Linked DNA regions of Mus musculus: region 1 is linked to region 2. A link is a contact called in public Hi-C data. All regions are on one chromosome and are shown on one strand. Each heading gives the region's core, a stretch centred on a gene start, on an enhancer-like site or on the middle of the called end of the contact. The rest is flanking DNA. Distances are from core to core; before and after follow the strand shown.

Region 1 (4,050 bases), core at 689-3,188, 770 kb before region 2:
GCTCAATCTTTATTTAAAGAGCTCTACTCTTATATAGCTAGCCATTCATAAAATACTCGTCCTAAACCATAGATATTTAAGTCTACGGGCTTAAGTGATCAAAATCTAAGTGTGATATCACTACTTCTCCAGAACGACTTAAATTATTATGTCAGATTACTGCTAATAACCTGAAATTACTAATCTCCAATTATATCCAGAAAGAATGTGAGAAAGCTTGATCTTTCACACACTGAAGTGCAAGTTGGTACAGCCACTTTGATTGGGCAGCAGAAAGTGAAGTCTAATCCACCCAGCGTTTCCACTCTCAGGCAGACACCTAACACAAATGCTTGTGCTCAGGCAAAAGGCCTTCTAGAATGTTCAGAACAATGCTGATTGCAAAAATCAAAAATTAAAACAGCATGTTGGCCTGTACAAGGGAACAAGGGAGCAAGTGCCATACATTCAGGTAGTGAAATAGATAGATAGATAGATAGATAGATAGATAGATAGATACATACATACATACATACATAGATACATAGATACATAGATAAATCAAAAACCATGGCAGAAGAAAAAGAAGGGAGAATATGCTACAGGGATCAATTTACACAAAACCAAGCAAAAGCCAAGTATACTGTTAGAAAGCCAGAGTCTGTTTACTGGATGGGGCAAGAAACGGGAAGAATGAGAGAGGGTTCAGTCATTATCATTCTATCTTGATATTTTCTTTGGTTTGGATTTTGTGCCAGAAATTGAAACTGTGGATGTGCACACACCAAGCATGTCTTCTACCACCTACCCACACTCCAAGCCCTCTTCTTCATGTCATGACTAGCATGCTCATTCTGTGAAAATGTTTCAAGTGATATTCATAAGATGATATGCTCCTGTCTCTGTGCATTTTAGTTCTACATTGTAAGCTATTCCAAACACACACTACCAAGTCTTCTAAAGGCTTAGAAGTATAATCTCAAAATAGAGTTTTATTTTTTGTCATTCTTAAGTTTTATCATTGTATATATAAACAATTATTGATCTATTCATCAAACTTACCAAATTTTGTGATTAGTCATATAATATTTTACTTTGGAGCCATGAAAGTGTAGTCGCTGTAATTATCATTCTCAGCATAGTGAGAGGCTTTGTGAATATTAATGTCAATAAATCTATCAAGTCAATTCCCCATATGAAGCATATGTAAAATATTTATGAAATAGTCACATGTTATTATCCACATACATTGTTCTCATGTCAGGGCAGAGAAAACATACAGAAGAAACAAAAATTGTTCCTGGGTCATAGCTACTAACAGCCAAACTGGTGCTATCAAGCATCTTGCCAAAAACCATTAAAAGATAATCCTGTCTGCTGATCCCTGAGTTGTCAATGGGAGTTAAGGAAATGAGGAGTAACCGTGACAAACAGAGACTGCAGCCAGTAGATCAGGTGCTAAAACAAGACTGGATTCTGTCCTTGCACCTAACGCAGCCTTAGCACTTCATACTCCTTAATTCATTTATTCATGTCATTCTGCCCAGAAATAAACACAGTTGCAGTTCCAGGATACAATCTGCTTGAAGATTACTGAATTATACAGGCCTGGCCTGAGAATAATTCTTTTTCTTTTTATATGAACACATTGAAGAGAGACTGCTTTTCCACTTGGCTACAACCCCTGCATCCCCTCTGCATTGCTGATCTGCCCTCAGTACCAAATACTCTATCCAGCTACTCTGAGACATTAATCTAGTCAGATTCAGGCTAGGGAGGGGGTTGTAGGGCGGGGCTTGAGTCTTACATTTTAGATGCTGCAGGTCTATGGCTATTTTTTTGAGTAGCAAGGCCCTAGAAAAGGAGAAAGAATCATTCTCTTTTTTACTATAGGTCACAGGATTTCAAAAATGTAGGGTGATGTAGGGTGCATACATAGGTAGAGTTCAAAAGGGGAATCACAAGCAAAGCCTTGTGAGCAGAACATTTTGAAGTCAGGCGGCTTCATGGGATGAATGGGGATGGAGCGGGGGCGCAGGGGAGCCTGTCAGACAATTGTTAGGACAATTCCTGCCAAACCAAACAAATTCATCCTGGTGCTGGGACGAGCTTCTGGAATAAAAGTGTTCACAGTGACAGAGCATGTATTAAAGTGGTTTCTGCATGTTGTACAAATTCGGGGCCCAGAGATTAAAGGGTAGATAGGGAAACTAAAAGGATATACAGGACTTGCATAATGAGGAAGATTTACTGCTACTGAATCCCAGACTCAATCAATATCTGGCATACTAACCGAGCCAGATATCCAGAGAAAATGATCGCGCTTCACTTCTTCACTGTAATGGATTCTCTTGCCATCAAGTAACTTGAGTCTACAGATTGTATTTTAAAAGTTCTCCAAGACAAAACTCTATTTAAGAAGATAATGTATTTGTTGAAAACTATGATACCTTGTGCCCAAAGCCACTTACTTTTTCAGGTAACTAAATGGCTCTTTAAAAAAAAAAATTCTATTTCTTACTGGCTACCTTAAAGAAGCACGCTACTGTATAATACATAGGATTTGACTCTGAGGAGTCAGACCTATGCCAAGGCTAATGTGTTCGGGTAGCCATTTGGAAAGGAAATGAAAAGGCATTAGTTCATGATCAAGTAAGGCATAGGGGGCCCTAAGGAACCCTGATGAAGTGGCGGGCAGTCAGCAGCCTCCTGCAGTTGGCTGAATGCCCACCTTTAAAGGATGTCAAAGGCACATAAATGCTGTACCCAGCCCACACCGTTAGGTCTGAACACTTTTCCCTGTTACTTTAATTCCTTGCTATTTACTTTCACTTCTTTGTTCTTTCCACCCCACTCCACCTCACTCTTCTTTATTCTTTTTATCCTCCACCTGCCCCACTGTTTAAAGGGCTGAGTTGAGAAAATGCCCTCACATTGTGCCAGGAAATTACTGAAATCATCACTAGACACATCTTGACCTGACTTAGAGTCTCTTTCTATATTCTAGAGCAGTGAATCGCAATCTTTCTAATGCCAGACCCTCTTGTATTAATTGCCTTAATTGTATTAAGGCCTTAATACAGTTCCTCTTGTTGTGGTGACCCCTCAACGATAAAATTATTTCGTAGCTACTGTATAACTGTCATTTCAATAGTTTTGAATTACAATATCTGATATATAGGATATCTGATATACAACCACCAAAGGAGTCACAACCATAGGTTAAGAACTACTGTTTTAGACACCCTCAGACATAAATAAATAAATAAATAAATAATCTGTTTGGGATACAACAAAAGCCACCTGACCTAAAACAGGGGCATAGGTCAGGAGGATACTTTGGGGGGCAACATAGAGATTTACTGCTCATCCACAAATCCTATGTGTACAGATGTGTACAGATGTCAACAGACATACTCTGTAGATTCAGGAGAATGTGGTGGCTAGAACACTTACTTTGCCTTTATATCAATAGGGTTCAAATCTCAGCTTTGCTACTTACCAACAGCAGCACATTGAACATGTTACTGTCTGTTAATAAACTGGTCTGATGACAGGGTTGGACCACAAAGAGGTTCTGTGAGCAATCATGACTGTTACTGTGCTTGGGTTGAGGGATGCTTAGGAGCTTAGGAAACTGCTAACTGAAAACTTTGAGGAGAAAGACCAAAATCCACAACTGTCTGATCAAAGCAAGCTTTATTTTAGACAAATACCCAGGACTGGCCAGAGAGCTGGCTATAGAACCCTAAATCAGGATTTTTGAGAGCAGCCCTGGATGTGAGGAAGACAGGCTTATATATATGAGGGGTAGTGAGCTTCCAAATGGAGGATTTTGGTGGCAAAACAGGCAAAGTTACAGGAGCAGACCATAAGCATAACAAGATAGTCATAGTGAACTGCAACAAAGACAGAATTGCCAATCCTGGAACAGGCAGTACAGAATCATTTGTAGTGAAGGTTATACTTGAGGATAGCCCAATTCTTAAAAAAGAGAGGTTTAATCATAAACAGGATTGAACTAGTTTGTCTTTACTATAAGAAGGTTTTAAAGCCTAAGATGGAGGCAGG
Region 2 (3,961 bases), core at 901-3,400:
CCCTATCTTCCCACCTCACTTTGTGTCTTGAAAAAACAAAAAACAAAAACAAACAAAAAATCCTGAAACCAATTTGTGTTGCCCAAATACTCTTAAGTGTGGGCCATCTGATGGAATGTGGTTGATTTACCAAGGACCCCCGTACTTAAATACCTTCTTCTTGCCAGTGGGCTAGGGGAGGGACCTCATGACCACCTCCCACCTCCATACTGGTTATGGCTTAATTATGACTTAGTTCTGCACAGGTCTCGTGCATGATGTCACAACATAGTTGTAACCTACCACCTCTGGCTCTTAGAATCTTTCCATCCCCTTTCTTCAATGGGCCCTGAGCCTTGGGAGGAAAGGGTGTGATGTGGATATCTCATTTAGGGCTACACACTTCCCAGTCTCCTATTCTCTATGTTGACCAGTTGTGTACCTCCTTTAGCCACCATCCACTGGGGGGGGGGGGGGGATGCAGACTCACAGGATTCTAACTCAGTATTGCTTCTCCACTGGAGACAATCTCAACTTTGAGAAAGTACACATAATTTCCCTAGAAAGACAAGCATATTAATGGAATATCGTGAGCAATCTTGAAGGTCAAAGTTAATGTACTGTAATAATACAGACACAGCACCTAGCAGCTTTTGGGCATAGTAGATGCTTAATAAATGGCCACTAGTGGAGATCTCTGCATGTTGATAAGATTGGGGCTGGTATCATCACTTGTAAGCCTGTCTGAAAGTCCCTTCCCTTCCCCTTGCACCCCAGCTGGACCCTGTCTGTCCTGATGCCTGTAAACATTGCTGAGAAACTGCAAATGATGTTCTTTGAGGGTAGATTTTTCTACCCCCCACTAGCCAGAGAGAGCCTTCCAGAATTTCTCCTCCACTGTTTCTCAGAGGGATATAGTGTTATTGTCAGGGAATTGTGTTCAGTAACAGGATTCCTTCATAATTAGGGAACATGTTCATTTTGGTGATACTATTTCCCCAGGGACTCTGGGTATCTTAATTGCATGAATGGGTTTTCTTTCCTGTTTTGTGTCTGCTATTATTTCTCATGTTTTTCTTCTTATAGGGGATGGGATAAATGAAGCACACCTATGAGCAAGGTCTCTGATTTAAGGACCAGAGCATAAAACACACAGCACTTCACCATCCCCGGTGACCAGCAGATTGCCCGGGAGGCTCCATCTCGGTTTCTCCCTAGACAGACTAACACACTTATTCCATCAGTTGATTTTGTTGATTCTAAGCCACACAAGGCACTAGAAAAGCTGTATTTTGTGGTCATCCCAGTTTGCCTATGAAAAGCAGATGACACAGTTGTATGGCACTGACTTCTCTCACGAGGGTTAGTTTGAAAGCCGTCTGTGTTTATTTACTTTAAGGGAGAAAGTGGTGAAGGAAACAGCAAGCTGGGTGTGTTGTGAAGGCTTCAGGCTCTGTGCAGCTCCTTCCTGTGACTTCCTCGGGACAGAGAAGGGAAGACACTGGCCCGCCATCGTAGGTGGCTTGCTCCCTACACTGAATGGACTCTCCCTTACTTCTTTCTCCCAAGCTTCCCCCCCCCCCCCAATCCACTCTTTGGGTCCAGACCAGTTGTCCTCAGGATGGGAGAAAAATATTGGGGCCTCGCTGACAGCCCTGGGGACAGATCTGGGTCCTAAGCAGATGGTTTCTGCCAGGGGAGGGGAGGGAAATTCCTGATACAAAAACAAGATAACTGAGAGAGAAAGAGAGAGAGAGGCAAGAGCCAAAATCATGCCCGGAATGTAGGGAATTCACAGGGATGAGAAAGAAGATGCAAACAATGTACAGAGTGTGAGGGGGCCGGCTCCCATCTCCACCTCTGCTTTATTCTCTCCGAACAAGCAACCTGTCTCTTCCAAATGGACAGTGGCAAGCCCTCAGGCACTCCTGGCCACCTTATTTCTGACTGGCCGTGAACTTACGGGATCATGCTGCCTGTGTGTGAGAACATGTGTACGCGGTGCAATTAAAAAGGAAGTCAGAAGACGGAACAAATCAATGGCTACCGATTCATAATAAGTTCCTTTCTATATATTTATTTATTTTCCTTTTAGCCACTAAAGGAGCAACAGCAAACTTGCAGCGAGCAGTTGTTGCCAGAGGGTGAATCATGGCTATATTGATTTGATTATGTAAAAGCTCAGAGGAACCTCAAGCCAGATACAGAAATATCTCATAGCCCTGAACCCTACGGGACACACACTAGTAAAAAAGCAATCTTTATATTGTTCCTGATAAAAGCATCATTAGTTTCCTCATAGTGAAACCATTTCTCTGCTGATACAGTATATGGTTTTCTTTTCCTCTAGAATCCACTCAGACATAATTAACACTCAGTTACTAGACTTGAGGCTCCCAGGAGTGCCCTGCTAAAGTTAGGGAGGGGTTAAGAGTTAGAGATGGTCAGGAAGAAAGACTGAGACAGGGTGGTAACAGAGGGAGAAAGGAAGGGGCTGAGAGGAGATGAGGGAGGAGAAAGAGGGAGGTCGAGGCAGGTGGGGGGAAAGTATGGAATTTCCCCTTTTCTGTGGTTTTGAGCATCCCCCTGCCTGGCTTGCACAGCTGTAAGCGCCGGCGCGGTGGCGCCCTCTGCTGGGCGAGTTTATCCTCCCAGCTTTGGAGCCCCACAGCCGGGAAAGCCCCATTCTGCACAACACTCTTCCATACTTAGGTGCTTTGCTTCCTTAAGAATAACACTTCAGACATCACCTTCCAGGGAGGCGTCTTGAATGGTGCCTCTGCAGACAGACAAAAGCTGACGACACATGCGCTGTCTGCTACAGCTGCAGGAGCAGCAGCAAAGCTCCATTGCCTTTAAAGATGGGGGTAAAACGCCTGACTGAAGCATTCCTGGAAATAACAGGGTGGAGTTTGCTGGGTCCAGACATTTTAAGGGTTGAGGAAATGGAAGTTGGGAGCAACAAAGACTCCTGCTTTTAGGGCTTCAGGTCCTGCCTAAGGGACGTCTTGGCCACCTGTGGCCTAGAGAACCCACATAGCAGAGAACTCTGATCTCAGCCTGGGCTTCAGTTTTGTCAAGAGAATAGAAACGCCCAGCGTGCTGACCAGCCTGTGCACTGCTAAACAAATAATGACCCTCTCTGAAAAGGAAAATTGTTGATTTAAAAGTCTTAGATTGGAGGGTTTGAATGTACACAGCAGGAAGAAACCAGGTCCCACTGGAAGTTTACGCTAGCATCCTCTGTTTATGTTAGAAAGCCTATGGCAATACACACATATACACAGTGGCCACGAAAGCATAAATAAACAAAGGAACACTTTTCACACATAGGGACACAACCAGAACCACATGGTTACAAACTTTCAAACTCCAGCATGTCTTAACACAATCTCAGAGCGGTGGCAGCTTGCTCCTTAGCCCTGTCCTCAAGTCTTTTCCTCTGTTTAAACAAAGCTGGTGCATGAGGGTGGGAGTGGGGGAGCATGAAGTGGAAAATCCCCAGATTATCTAGGACCCCACTGTTCAACACTGGGGGCTCAGCCCGATGCCGCTTCCCAGACAGCAGAGTCCCCGTGCTCTCGGAGACACCTGTCTGTTGAAGACTTTACCCAGATCACAGGGGATTAAAGAGAGGAAAAAAAAAACTTCTCAGAGAACTTAAGATGCACACCACAGAAGACTGGTGAGCTTAGTGGCCAGTAGGATATGGGTTCTGAGTCACCTCAACGCATTTGGTAGTAGTGTGCCTTCATCTCACCGTCTGCAAACAAACGATAATGGCAGAAGTCCCTGCCTTACAGCCCTTACACTCATAAAGTGGGCAGATGGTTCAGATTCCTTCAGAGTGGTATTCGGCATATGGTAACCACCACGTGAAGAGTTTTGTCAAGTAAACATACACAGTTCTCACTAATAATCCTGAGACCCTCTTCTATAGCCCCATGAGGTAAGAAGAGACAGTGAGACCCGGTCCCTCCTC

The links. A called contact is a pair of places that touch in the nucleus more often than the background predicts.
Region 1: a contact with region 2 is called in a Hi-C map of the N1E-115 cell line, with 4 times the contacts expected there. The contact joins two enhancer-like sites. A contact is called at or near these places in 1 of 39 promoter capture datasets (cranial neural crest), 13 of 484 Hi-C or Micro-C datasets (the AtT-20 cell line, the N1E-115 cell line, differentiating embryonic stem cells and 5 more) and 1 of 9 other capture datasets (embryonic stem cells).

What each region holds. Positions count from the first base shown.
Region 1 is chr4:84,831,314-84,835,363 of GRCm38.p6, reverse strand. No RefSeq gene overlaps it. Among named protein-coding and RNA genes, the nearest start is that of Cntln, 51 kb to the left of the region's middle. Within about 2 kb of position 1,938, at least 2 of the 459 cell types and tissues checked have an H3K27ac peak or open chromatin away from gene starts, as enhancers often do. A contact at or near this core is called in the N1E-115 cell line, where this site is marked.
Region 2 is chr4:84,063,475-84,067,435 of GRCm38.p6, reverse strand. No RefSeq gene overlaps it. Among named protein-coding and RNA genes, the nearest start is that of Gm33410, 7.0 kb to the left of the region's middle. Within about 2 kb of position 2,150, at least 18 of the 459 cell types and tissues checked have an H3K27ac peak or open chromatin away from gene starts, as enhancers often do. A contact at or near this core is called in the N1E-115 cell line, where this site is marked.